Regions from separate parts of the Mus musculus genome. Here all the other regions are linked to region 2. A link is a contact called in public promoter capture Hi-C data. All regions are on one chromosome and are shown on one strand. The core of a region is the stretch at or near the end of the contact, and the rest is flanking DNA. Distances in the headings are between cores, read along the strand shown. Region 1 holds the start of Polq (polymerase (DNA directed), theta). Region 2 holds the start of Kpna1 (karyopherin (importin) alpha 1). Region 3 holds the start of Ndufb4 (NADH:ubiquinone oxidoreductase subunit B4).

Region 1 (4,587 bases), core at 1,647-4,146, 1.0 Mb before region 2:
CTATGTGCAAAGGCCTGGAGGAAAGTCTAGAACGTGGCTACAAGTGAGTATGAGCCTGAGTACAAAGTCCTTCAGGGGAGAATAGAGAGATTAAAAAAAGACAGCAGTGGTTGTTGGTTTGAGACTAGGGCTAGAGAGATGGCATAGTAGTTACGAAAGAGTACATCACAGGCTTGATTCCCAGCACCCTATCAGACAGCTCACAGCTGCCTGTAACTCCTACTCCAGGGGATCTAACCTCCTCTTCTGGTCTCTGTGCACACTGTATGTACAGCACCCCCACACACACACAGACATATATACATACATAACTACAGATTTTTTAAATGTTTAAATGCCACACACAAAAAAGAGGGCCATAATCCTACCATCTAAAGACTTTTTTGGTCTATCCTGAAAGCAATACAAAATGACTAACATGTTCTTAGAAACACAGTGAGAAAGTCGGGATCAGGGTAAGAGCAGAGAAAAAGATAAATGTGTTATCAAGTGTATTGCCAGATCTAGAAGAAGATGGTGAGGAGTTAGGGACAGAAAGTCCACAGATCCAATATATATCTAAGGTAAAAACATCTTCATTGTGTGAGTTGCTGGCCAACGTTGTGAGTTAAGAAACTGAAATGCCTAGCCCATTCCTCCAGTCAGCAACCGGCTGACGCTGCTGCTTAATGCCACACTTTAAACACTTAGGAATTGTGTATACCAAACTGTTCAAAGCTTTTATAATTAACCCTCAGCAGTACCAAGTCAGTTAGCATCCCCCTCCTCCACTCTCCCTCCAATTTACAAATCCAAGCAGCCAGTAAATGATAGAGTTCCCAAACCCAATCATTCTGAACTTATATCTACCTAGTTGTTACTGTGGTTCTTTTTCATAGCCTTATAAAAAACATCTGAATGGCTCAGAACTTCAGAGGAAACTGGCACAAAGGAACTGTATCTTATATTTGATCCTTAAGTCACTTCAGTAAACATAGGTTAAAAATTGTTCATATCAGAGTTGCTCTTGAAAACCCATGTAAACCTTATAAAGTATACGACATATTGTTTTGTAAGTATGACCCTGCACAATCACCTCAGTTATGAATACAAAAGTTAAAAGCAACTGAGATCAAATGAGGAAAGAGCAGGCTGGCATCTCTTACAGACTCACTCAGACATACGTTAAGCATTACAGACTCAGACTCACTGAGACATACGTTAAATTAAACAAGCAGAATTTTTCCTACATACGTTGCAAATGTCCTTGTTTCCCTCCTCTACCACACAACAGAACTTTCATGATGTCAGGATGCAAATGATGACATTCCTCCTGTTTAAAAAATGTAACCAACCCAAAAGAGAATTGTTCACACTGATAATTTTAGTGAAAGGAGTTTACATAAATTTGAATACCTGAATAAACTAGATTCTTTCCTTCCAAGACGTGACCAAGCAAAAGGCATTCTGCCTGCCATTCGAACATCTTTCTTACACCAAAACTATGGTATTTCTCCAGAACTGCTTTAGGAAGTCCCCAATTTGCCAACAGCAGCTGGTCTATCTGGTCATCAGAAACTCTTCGCTTGTTTGTTCCTTTCAGAAAAACAAAAACAATTTAATTACCTCCAACATACAAGTTTAGTAGTTAAACCTGTTTGAATTCCTACCAAACTTAAAACACATCTTCACTTCTAGAGACCTATTAAGAAACTGATCCTATACAGAAAAATGCTAGCAATTTTTTATTTACTAGATGAAAATTTGAAAACTCTTAAGAGCCACAAACAAAAGTGTGCTATAGCTGGGCGGTGGTGGCACAAGCCTTTAATCCTAGCACTTGGGAGGCAGAGGCAGATGGATTTCTGAGTTCAAGGCCAGCCTGGTCTACAAAGTTGAGTTCCAGGACAGCCAGGCTATACTGAGAAACCCTGTCTCGAAAAAACCAAAAAGTGTGCTATACACACTGAATAAAAAGTTTGTACAGATGTGGAGGTAGAAGGGTGATTAAGCATTACAAAGCTGTTAGATGAGTTTCTCTTTACGATTTAGTACTGAGGTATCTGCATAACCAAGGGCAAAGAATTATGAAATGCACTGGTGTAGGCCTATAATCCCAACATTTACGGATAAACACCCTTGGTCCGAGATCGAGACAGCACCCAGCCTGACCTAGAGCAAGCCCTTATCTCAAAAAAGCAAACAAGAACTGGGTTAAGGTTCTAAGACAACATGTGCCTTCCAGCTTTGCTCTTTGCAGTCCAAAGAGCCTGCATCCTACACCACACCCAGAAATTTGGTACTTATATATATGAAGTTGTACCACTGGACATTTATCCTAAGCAAACCCTCGACATGGTGACAGGATCTGGCCAACTTGGAAGTTGTTTCTGGGAAGGTGTAAAGACCCAAAAACCAAAGAACGCCCATATCTACTGGGGCAGTGGTGGACTAAAACACCATCAGCTGTGCATGCTGGCCAAGAGGGAAGCCATCCCCAGGGTTGAGTCCCAGGCCGGGTACTGGATAGCAGCCCTGCCTCCAGCTATCCAGCTCCGGTGCGGGAGTGCATGGCCCTGATACTCTCGCAGCCCATCTCAACCCCTGCTGCCCTCGGCCGCGTCGGCCCCGCGGGTCGAGTACCTGTCCCTGTGAGCCTCCGGCCGCGTCCCAGCCCCGGAGGTGGACTCAGCACCGGTCCACACCGGAGCTGAGGGCTAACAAAGCTATCACCATCTCCCGAGAACGTGTCGGAGCCGGACGATGAACGCCGCCGTTTCCTACTCCGGCGCGGAAGACTCATTGCAAACAAGCTCCTCTCGACTGTTCAGGACACGACACAGTCCCATAGGCCTCCCGCGCGGGAGAACCCCAACCTAGTGACAGCTACCGCCTCCATCTTCCCGCCTCCATCTTCAAATGCAGGCCTCCCAGCACGCCCCGGAACCACAGAGTTCTCCTGGCTAGAATAACCCGACTACCATAGAGTGGTGAGGGACGGAACAGCCCGCGCTGATATCTGGCTTCCGGCCTCCGCTGGCGGCTGGGGATAGAAAAGGGGATAGAGTGCTGGAGACATTAAAAGGAACGGAGCATCTGACTGCATTCGTAGATTGTTCTAAAAACATTCCTCCTGTTTTTACTTATTTCTGGTTTGAATCGGAAGCTAATGAGTTGCCCTTATGTGAATAGATTAGGAAAGTATCTCTTCTTTACTATTGTATTGTGTTTGTTTCTTTTTTGTTTCTTCAGATTGTGTAAAAAAAAAAAAAAAAGTAGGGTTTTTTGGTAGAGCGTAATTTGTGCGGTTTTCCTCTTGTCAAATACGTGAATTAAAATAACAGATGGGGGTGGAGTAGAGGACACGCCCGGGTTAAACATTCCAGGCTGTAGACTGGTTCAGTGTCAATTATTTTGGGTTATCTCGGCCCCTTAAATAGCCACTTGTTTGGTCACACAACTCTGTCATGTTCTTGTGACTATTAAGTAAGTCGTTTGGGAATGTACGAATTTGGGAATGTAGCTTCCACCAACCCAAAAGCTAAGCATGTTATATGCATCTGAGCCTTACAGCAGAAGTTTCTCTTGATTTGCTGGATCTAACCTACCTGAAGTTTCCATTAACATCAATGTATCTTTAAACGTCTTCAGTTATAGCTCTCTTTGCTCGGAAATATAAAAACTCTGTAAAACTGCTACCACAAAACAGTATATAGAACAATTTAAATTTGTCCCTGGGGCCATAGTAACTCATATTTGTTCCAGAATAAATTTTCTTATTCCCTCTGAGTTGAGAACTGCACTTCTGTGTTGGCAGTTGATAGGGAAGGGATTATTTCTGCGGTTATATCCTGAGGATTGTATGATCAGAACTGGAGATTCTGGATAGATCCCTTTGGTGTTGAAAGAGGAGGCTCTGAAAGCACATGAGGGGTCATTCTGAACAAGGAAGTTAGTTATAGATGTGCTTTGACCAACTTCTGGACGTAAATCGGTGCCTGGTACTTGCCTAGTTCCACAGTTCATCTCACCAAGCCAACAAGTGGGTGACAAGCCTATCCTGAAGAAATTATGGCCATTGGTTTGGGGGAAGGATGTGGGGAGTGAATTTAGGAAGTGGTTAAACAATATTCTAAAATCCCACCAGAGGGAGGCATTACTCCATGAAAGAAACGCTTCCTTCCTTTATGCATTTATTCACTAGGAAATTATTGGGCATCAACAGTACACTAGTCTCAGTGTCAGTGATGCAGGGTGGAACGCTTCCTGCTCTGAAAGATACTGGTACAAACATTGACTAAATTAATTATTAATTTAAATTGTGACTACTGCTCAGGGAGAAATTCCTAGGAACAGAGGACTATCAAAGGAATCCTGACTTATAGTCTCAGTGGAAACTAAAAGTCCAGCTGTAGACCTACACAGTCTGGGTCTGGGTTTAGAATGTATTGACTGTGCTATCTTGGGCATCTTGCATAACCCCTCAGTATTCCCACATCATATGAGAAGAGTAGGAGTCTATTATCTGTGGATGAGTATACAGAATGCTGAGACCAGGGCTGCCACATAAGTTCTGTTCAGAGAAAATTACATTACATATTTTAACAA
Region 2 (4,473 bases), core at 474-2,973:
AATGGAGAAAGGAGGTCAGGTGTGACAACACACGTCTTTAATTTCAGAATTCCAAGAGCAGAGGCAGGTGGATCTCTGAGTTCAGTGGCAGCCTGGTCTATGTAAGAATTCCAGAGCTATGTAATGAGACCCTATCTAAAAGTAAGTATATAAATAAGTAAATGTTGTACACATCATGAATACAAATTTATACTAACACCCGCACGTGCAGGCATGCTGTAACCCCAAACACTTGAGAGGCTGAGGCAGGAGTGTTTTGAGTTCAAGACAACCAATGTAATGCTAGGCCAGCCATGACTAAATAGTGAGACTTGTCTCAAAAACAAAGAAAAGGCAACCTACAGGCAAGAAGGTTGGGACTAGTTAGTACCTACTTTGATATCTAGACTGATGGAAATTTTGAACTGACTGTGTAGTTTCTGTGTGACTCTGAAATCCTGCCACCCCGAAGGCCAGGGCAGGATAAGAAGCTCAAAGCCAGCCTACCAAACAAAACCCAACCTCAAAAAAAAACAGGCTGGGCAGTGGTGGCGCACGCCTTTAATCCCAGCACTTGGGAGGCAGAGGCAGGTGAATTTCTGAGTTCCAAGACAGCCTGGTCTACAGAGTGAGTTCCAGGACAGCCTGGTCTACAGAGTGAGTTCCAGGACAGCCAGGGCTACACAGAGAAACCCTGTCTCGAAAAAAAACAAAAACAAAAACACAAAAAAAAGAGGAGGAGGAGGAGGAGGAGGAAGGAGGTGTTTGACGGAACTCTTTTAAGAGGGAAAAGGCCAGACAATAGTGTTTAATATCTCAAAAGCATTTCTCGGTGGCTGATTCCTATAGTAATTTACCAAGCCGAAGTTTAAGCCTTAAAATCAATTCATGTGAAACTTTTCATTGAAAAGTGGTTTGGAAGCAGCTGCATTCAACCCACACATTCTTTCTTGCCGATGTCCCTGATCCCAGTCACCCTCCAGTTTTCTGCTCCCAATGCGAGCCTCAGCTAAGGCTTGGCGGTTTCCCTCGCATCGCCGGCTCACACAGCCGACCAACTTGTCATTGCTATAATTACCACACCCCCGTCAGCAGCTCCAGGCCCGCGTAGTTATGACATCTGTAAACTGCAAGCCTCCCGTCTCCACCCCCACCTCCCTCCAAACACCGGCCCCGGTGGTAACCTGCCAACTCCCCGATCGGCCCCGCACGCCTCGGCCTCAGCCACCGCACTCCGCGCCGCCCGCCCCCGCCCTCAAGCTAGCGCGGCGCGCAGACTCCGCGCCGCCGCCCGGCGCCCCGCAGTCCCCGACGCCGCTTCCACCGCCGCGCCGCGCCGCGCCGCCCCGCCCCGACCGGCGTTCCTCACGGCGAGCACCAGCGTTCCCCACCCCCACCCCGCTCCGCCGCCGCGCGGCCGTTAGGACCGCCGGGCCCGTGACGCACCGGAGCGACGCGAGGGTCCGGTCCCCGGCGCGCCCGAGCCAGCTCCGGCTTCCGCCCGCGTCCGCCTTCGCCCCGGGGCCTCCCTCGGGTCCGCGGAGGGGGACCCAGAGCCGCCCGCCGAGGGGGAGGGGCCGCGAGGTGCCCCCACTCACCGGCTCCAGGCGACCGGTCCCGGTGCCACTACGAAGAGGGAGACGCTCGCTCTTGGCCCGCCCGCTGCGCCTCTTCTGCGCACAACCTTGACCAGCCGGCGCGCACCACGGCGGCGCTCACCAGGCCTCGCTCTCCGCTGCCGCTCACAGAGCCGCGAGACCCAGCTCAGCCGGCGTGCGCACTGCGCCTGCGTGCGGGGGCCGGCCGGCGCGCCTGCGTGCGCTTCTCCGCCGCCTGCCGCAGGGGCTGCCGGGAAGCGGAGTCTCCGAGCGTGGACGCCCTAGGCTAGCGGCGGCCAGGGAAAAGGCGGCGGCCAGGGCGTGGGTCTCTGCGGACCAGGTTGGCAGTCAGTAAAAGCGCAGACATATAGAAGTTATGGAAACAAACTTGTCCTTACTAAGCTCTTCCAGAATGGACGGATTCCCCCTCACATCAATATAGCTTCCCTCTCACATGGTAGGTACCTCACAGCCGAGCATGCTTATTGGATGAATGATGGCATGGTTGGAGGCTGAGGGAGTATTACAAAATACGTCAGTGTCTCACGTTCAAAGAATTCACATGCAACCCGTTTGCAGGAACTTTCTGGGTATTCTCTTCAGTTCTCACCCATCTTACCCGGTAATTTATTAGTATCATATAACATTAAATCGCTTTTTGAGCCTAGCATGACGGTAACGCACGCCTGTATTTTCAGCTCTAGGAAGTCTGAGGCAGGAGAATGGCGAATTCTAGACCAGCATTACTACGTAGAAAGACCCCTATCTCAAAAACGGCAATTTCCAGCGAAAATATTTGCGTTGCTATGAGAAGGCACGCTAAAACAAAATATTTAGGGAAATGACTTAACCGTTACATGATAGAATTTTTTTTTCTTTCTGGGGAGTAGAGCGGTGGCTTCAAAGGAACACTTTAAGACAGCAAGTAGAGGTCACAGGAAAATCACAACCACAGGACACGGTTTAACAAGTCAGTTTAAAAGGAATACTGAGGAGCACCGGACATGAATCTGTAGAACCCCCGAAGGGAGACCCTCACTCAAGTCTCAGGGATCGCGAGCCCAGAAAGCCACAGTCACGCTTGCTGCAAACACACGAGGTTTTTAATGGCACACAAACCAGCATGCTGAGGTCGAGACCCATACACCACGCAGGGGTAGAGGAGTCTGACCCCAACCCTATTTTCCAGCAGGTTTATAAAGGTAAAAACCAGAACCTAGGGGGAGGATGGGAGAGGAAACAGGGGAAGTCTAGGGGCGGATATTTACTTCAAGGCACCTGGGACATTGAAACATTTTGTGGTTGTTTTTCCCAAGAGTTCCAGGGAATTAGGCCATCTGGCCGGGGGCGGGGGCCCATGTTCTCAGGGCAGTCATTATTTTATTTTTTTACTCTTCATTTCCCCACTTCTTCTTGTGAGTAGCTCTAATCTTAGAGCGACCCCTCTTCTTCTTTCGGCAAAGTCAGGTACTGTTGTCGGAGCACCATTACCTGTACAACACTAACCCTGTCTTTTACAAAAGCCACTAACTTATTAAGAATGCAAGGTCCAAAAGTGAGCAAAAGCAAAAGGATGATTAGGGGACCGGCAAGGGTAGAAACAAGGGTGGTAAACCAAGGAGACTTATTAAACCAATTTTCAAACCAGCTCTGTCTATCTTCTCTTTCCCTTCTGCGCTTGTCTAACCGGCTCTTCCTATCATTGTGAAGCAGAATTCACCAAGCGTTGGATTGTTCACCCACTAATAGGGAACGTGAGCTGGGTTTAGACCGTCGTGAGACAGGTTAGTTTTACCCTACTGATGATGTGTTGTTGCCATGATAATCCTGCTCAGTACGAGAGGAACAGCACCTTTTCTGGGGTCTGATGAGCGTCGGCATCGGGCGCCTTAACCCAGCGTTCGGTTCATCCCGCAGCGCCAGTTCTCAGGGCAGTCATTATTTTACTTTTTTACTCTTCGAATCAATACATCTATAAATGTAAGACAGGAGGAGAAAAAGGACCACATGGGCTAACTGCTCCCACCAGATTGGCCTGAAGGCTCGTCGGTGGGGTGTTTTCCTGACTCACGATAAATGTGAGACTCACTGTGGGCGGTGCCACCTCTGGGCTGTATAGGATAACAAGCTGAGAGTAAGCCAGGGACCAAATTCCTCCATGATCTGCTTCAATTACTGCCTCCAGGTTCCTGCCTTGAATTCCAGTCCTGGCTTCCCTCAAAGATGCACTGTAAGCTGAAATGCCTGCCCCCAAGTTGTTTTGGTTAGTTTTATCATAGCAACCGAAAGCAAACTAGAACAACTTTCTCGATCCCTCAGTCCTTCTCTCCCTTTCTTCTCACTTTCTTCCTTCTGCGTCAGTATCATCTTCTCCACTAAGAGTGTGCTTGTTTACATGGAAGCTGAATTTGAGCAAAGCAGCTTGGGAGAAAGTGTTCTATCAGAGAGACTTAGGGGTTAGTGTTGCCAATTTGACCCAAGCTAGAATCCTCTGGAAAGAGGGGACCTCAATTGAGAAAATGCTTCCAGGAGATACAGTTTTAAGGAATTTTCTTAATTAGTGATTGCTAGGGAAGGGCTCAGCCCATTGTGGATGGTACCATCACTGGGCTGGTGGTTCTGGATTCTATAAGAAAGAAGTGTACTAAGCCAGGAGGAGCAAGCCAGTAAGCAGCATCCCTCCATGGCCTCTGTATCAACCCGCTGGAGTTCCTGTCCTGGCTTCCTTCAATGACTGCCTGACCATAGCTGAGCTGATATCTGATCATTATATTCTGCTCAGGAGGTAAGACTCATTCAACCTTGTGGAGGTTGGTTATTCCCTAATCCACCCTTACTCCCAAGTAGATACAGTCGTGAGCGTCCTAACCAAAAGTCTAGGTCTCTTCTCTTTGGC
Region 3 (4,563 bases), core at 1,515-4,014, 1.7 Mb before region 2:
GGAGGAGCTGGGAAGAGGACGGGACTCAGTGGGAGCAGAGGGGCACAGGAGAGTGACAGTGGATGAATACGATCAACATACATTAGACATGTGGATGAAAACGTCCCGTGAAACCCATCGTCATGGAAACTGACAAGGCATCCCATCATTATTCCAGTGGGAATAACCGGTATTTGAGGACTTGAAATACATAGAACAGAGTAGCATGTGATACACAGTAAGCACTCAGTGAATTGTATGTCCCTGCAAAACAAAGCCAAATCCCAGGCCTTTAACAGTCATCTTGAGTCATGTTTATGAGAACTCAAAAGCACAGGAATAACCCCTTAAACGCATGCAAATATTTCACTTTAATAATGCTTCTCTTTCACAAATACATCCCTTTCCAACTTTGTAAATGGGCAGCTTATACTCACATACTCCCTGAATTCCTTTATTCTTTTCACCTTCTCTTCCCATATCAATGTCTTAAAAGGGTTTTTTAAAATCTTATTTATTATTTAGAATTTTACATCCTAAACCTGCATCTTTGAGAACAACTTTCTTCCCCCCCCCCATTTCCCCTCTCCTCCCCTTCTCCATCCCCGTCCCTCCCGCCCCCCTTCTTTAAATTGAGTGTAATAATTTTTCTACTGCCCTGAAGCAGGCTTTCTTATGAGTCGATTTAGCTTCATATTCATTTGGACATGGAACTACTTTGCAGATATCCTGCTCTGCCTGTTCACTGCATGACTGTCAGCTACGGGGGGGTGGGGGGGTGGGGGGGTGGGGGGGGCGGATAACAAGGATCCAGCTTCCATTTCTTGTGTAATTTCTCTACTGAGCCCAGAAGATTGACTAAGACGGAATGGTGTAAGGTATGCTTCATGCAGGGGTGCTTAATAAATATTTTAAAACAGTATTAGAGTGTTGAATAAATTTGACAGCAGTGCTGTTGCTCATCACTTCAGTGCCAACACTTTCTAGGCCCTGTCACTGCCTAGCAACCACTCCCCCCACATACCTACATGTCCCCGGAAGTTTGAGCCAAGTTGAAGCTCTTTTTTGATCTAGCTTTCCTTGTTGGTGTTATTGTTTCCATTGTTGCCTCCTGAGGAGTGTTTTATGGGAAGCTAAGGACCCTGCTGTGTGCCTTGAAGTTGATCTTTCCCCTTAGTGATAGTGTGTGGGGGTGGGGGTGGGGGAGTGAGGAGTGTGAGTGGGAGGGAGTAAGGAGGGGTGGTGACAGGGGGTGGAGCATTGGAGGGGGGATGGGAGCGGGAGGTGCAGAGATGCTGAGAGCTGCATGTTACCTTCATTTACTCTCCAAATCATCTTTCCTGTTCTTATTCTCTTGAAACAGAGGTTTGTGGTGTACCCCAGGCCGGCCTTGAGCTCAGAGCTCCTGCCTCAGCCTCCCAAGGGTTTGCGGGAATGCACTGTTATTCTGCTTGTTACTTTCCTATCTGAAAGGATGTCTTTTACTTTCAGCACCTGAGGAGTGCTGAGGATTTAAGAGAGGTGTTTTTGTTTTGTTTTGTTTGCATTTTCACTAAGGTATTTACTCAGGAGTTTCATTCTTTATTATTTTCTGATCTACTACAGCCAGGTAAAACTTGCTCTGTAACCCCACTCTCCTTTTAAACAGTATTTTATGTCTTCAAAAGATAAGCTTATACTTAGGTGGTGAAGAACCAGTCTGCCTCCATCTTAGGTTTAAAAGCCATCTGATAGTAAAGACAAACTAAGTTAAACAAATTAACTTGATGAATTAAAGCTGTTAATTAATCAAAGATTGGGCTATGCCCCACCTGTAACCTTAACTACAAATGGTTCTGTACTGCCTGTTCCAGGAATAGCACTCACATTTTTGTTTCAAAAAGTTAATGTTTATCTTGCAAAAGGTTTGTATGGGTACCTTGTATGACTACCTGCTGTTATGACTGCCTTTGTGTCTTTGTTTCAGGAGACTAACTTATTATGCCTATATTCTGCTCCTGTAACTCCTATTTTGCCACAAATCCCCCATTTAGAACTCCTCTACCTCTGAGCTATAAAAGCCTTCCTCACATCCAATGAACCTTGCCTTAGGAGGAGGCAGGGGGAGGCAGCTCGTGTACAGGAATAAAAACCTGACTTTAATTAATCTGGACGAGATGATCTGAGTCGGTGGTCTTTCTCCTCCCATCTTTGGGGTTAACAGTGGATTGGTCCTAAAGTGGTAACCTTTAGAAAGCTTATTCTCTTTTTTGTTTGGGGTGGGGCGTAGCTAGGGAAATGTTTGAAAAGCAATTTCATTGTTTTCAATGTCTCATTTAATTCCAACAACCTTGCTAGGAGTGCAGAGTCAAGGTCATTTCTCCAGGGTAAGAAAAAGGAAATTTGGGAGACACTAATGACCTTGACTAATGACAAGGTCACCCAGGTTGGAAGAACCCACCCTGGACTGTAGGACTTCAGGAGTCACAGACAACCCAGTTTCCCAGTCTCCTCTAGTCTACTCAACTTCAGGAAATCAGTTCTGCAAACAAGTAGTAGCACAGAGAGAAAAGGAGTTTACCACCAGACAAGAGGAGGCAAAACGAGAAGCAGTGCGCACGCGCAGAATACGCGGGACGAGGGCGTGAAGGAGGATTGGCAAAGGCTCCACCCAGCCTCGAACCCCACCCCTCTCCCGCCCCTTCCTGCCAGAGCGCCTTGTGCGCGCGCAGGCGCACTTCCTGAGCCTGAAGGTCAGACTCGAGAGGGCAGCCCTCATATCCGCGCAGGCGCAGATGTGCGCCGGGAGTCAAGATGTCGGGTTCCAAGTATAAGCCTGCGCCCCTGGCCACTCTCCCCAGTACCCTCGACCCTGCCGAGTATGACGTGTCTCCGGAGACCAGAAGGGCGCAGGTCGAGCGCTTGAGCATAAGGGCCCGGCTTAAACGGGAGTATCTGCTTCAGTACAACGACCCCAAACGCGTGTCGCACATCGTGAGTGGGGCCGGGCGGGACTGTGGGCCGGGGCAGCCGCATCTCGCGTGGGCACACGCGGGGCCGCCCAGCTCCCTCCGTGTGCTGGACACCGGCCCCGAGCCGCACAGCCCTTGGCCCTTCAACTTCGGCCTTCGGCTCAGTGGTCAAAGGGATCGGACGGCTTCCCCCTTGGTTTAGAGAAACTTGTTCCACTCTGCATAGTCTCGGCTTTCTTGTCTGAAACATGGCCATAATATGGTCCTTCATATCTTTTGAGGCAGATTAACACATGACTGACTAATCTAGCACAGTATCTTCCTCGAAAAGGGCGTGCTCAAGCCCGGTTCTCCCAAGTGTACTGCATAAAAAGCTGTTTTGTGCCATTCAGCTCCTAACTCTCAAGGACACTTCTTTCTTTCTCTTGAGAATAGGGGTTGTTCAAATGAAGTGTGTTATAGAAGCTGAGGCTTTGATGCATTCGGCTTTGGAAGCAGACCTCATGGCCCCATATAATAACCAACTATGATCCCTGGGCAATTTACGTAATCCCTCTCAAACCATAGCTTTTTTGTGTTCTCGTGGAAAATGGTGTGCATCCGTCAGATTTGTGAAATCAAACAAGAAAGTACGTAGCATTACTATGTATGTAACATACATCACTAAAAAAATATTTTGGCAAGTGTGCTTTTAGACAGTTTCTTCTGTAAAAGCTGTCTAAATATCTCAAATGGGATTTTTTTTTAAATAAAGATTTTCCAACAATTGCATACATATTCTCTATCATTTTTGAAAGTTAGAACAACCAAGGGAAAGTTACACAAAGTGGTCAGGTTCAATGCTAGTCTCCAGGTGGCTCAGAATGCCAGGTCCTCCAGCCACAGCCTCACATACTGGGGTTACTGCCACTTGAAACCCATGCCTGGTCTGAAAGACATTTAAAAAAATTAAATGTCGCAGTCATTCACAGAGGTTACTGTGTTAGTCTCTTGGCTTTCTAGATGAGACTGTATGGACAGTGACACCCAGAAACAGGTCACACACCCTAGTCTGTGTGACTTATATTACCTTCTGCACAGATAGAGTATCCTCAAGCAGACCTTTGTTTACATGGTGAAAGAGATACACCTGTTCTATACTATAAGCTAGATAGCATGGGATTGTTACTATTTTTTTTTTTTTTTCAGACAGGGTCTGAATATACAGCAGCCCTGGCTGTCCTGGAAATCAGTATGTAGAACAGGCTGGCCTTGAACTCACAGAGATCAACCTGCCTCCGCTTTGTGAGTGCTCACATTAAAGGCATGAACCACAACACGGGGCCTGTTTGTTTGTTTAACTTTTTAAAAGTAACTAGAGTAAGGCCTCAGTCAGATGTGAAGTTTGAACCCCCAGTCGTCTGTTTTTTGATCTCTGTAACCCAGGGAAGTTTCCATTTCGCATCTCTAATAGAAATAGAGACACCTGCCTCCTTAGCTGCCCCATTAATCGTTTACCAGCCAAAACTTGTGCACCCTTTGTCTAGTCTTTAGGGGTAACTAATTAGGTCAAAAATAACTGCTCAGGACCTATTATGAGACGAAGATGCTGAGTTGAGAGTACAAAGCCAGCTGGAAGTCCCTGGCCTTGTAG

What was found. Promoter capture Hi-C pulls out the DNA fragments that hold promoters and counts their contacts.
Region 1: a promoter capture Hi-C map of pre-B cells shows a contact between it and region 2, with 12 times the contacts expected there. The contact joins the promoter of Polq here to the promoter of Kpna1 in region 2. A contact is called at or near these places in 10 of 39 promoter capture datasets (the 3T3-L1 cell line, 3T3-L1-derived adipocytes, the C10 cell line and 5 more), 1 of 484 Hi-C or Micro-C datasets (muscle stem cells), 2 of 115 datasets of contacts at active chromatin or transcription factors (astrocytes and large pre-B cells) and 2 of 9 other capture datasets (adipose tissue and liver).
Region 3: a promoter capture Hi-C map of pre-B cells shows a contact between it and region 2, with 5 times the contacts expected there. The contact joins the promoter of Ndufb4 here to the promoter of Kpna1 in region 2. A contact is called at or near these places in 2 of 39 promoter capture datasets (liver and pre-B cells) and 1 of 9 other capture datasets (adipose tissue).

The regions. Positions count from the first base shown.
Region 1 is chr16:37,010,095-37,014,681 of GRCm38.p6, reverse strand. Polq (polymerase (DNA directed), theta) reads right to left here and starts at 2,896. Exons shown (of 30, transcript NM_029977.2): 1 at 2,623-2,896; 2 at 1,396-1,575. The coding sequence starts at 2,782.
Region 2 is chr16:35,980,613-35,985,085 of GRCm38.p6, reverse strand. It overlaps Kpna1 (karyopherin (importin) alpha 1), which reads right to left and starts at 1,723. Exons shown (of 14, transcript NM_008465.5): 1 at 1,578-1,723. It overlaps Gm15564 (a long non-coding RNA gene), which reads left to right and starts at 1,757. Exons shown (of 2, transcript XR_001781900.2): 1 at 1,757-2,034.
Region 3 is chr16:37,652,569-37,657,131 of GRCm38.p6, reverse strand. It overlaps Ndufb4 (NADH:ubiquinone oxidoreductase subunit B4), which reads left to right and starts at 2,764. Exons shown (of 3, transcript NM_026610.1): 1 at 2,764-2,952. The coding sequence starts at 2,773.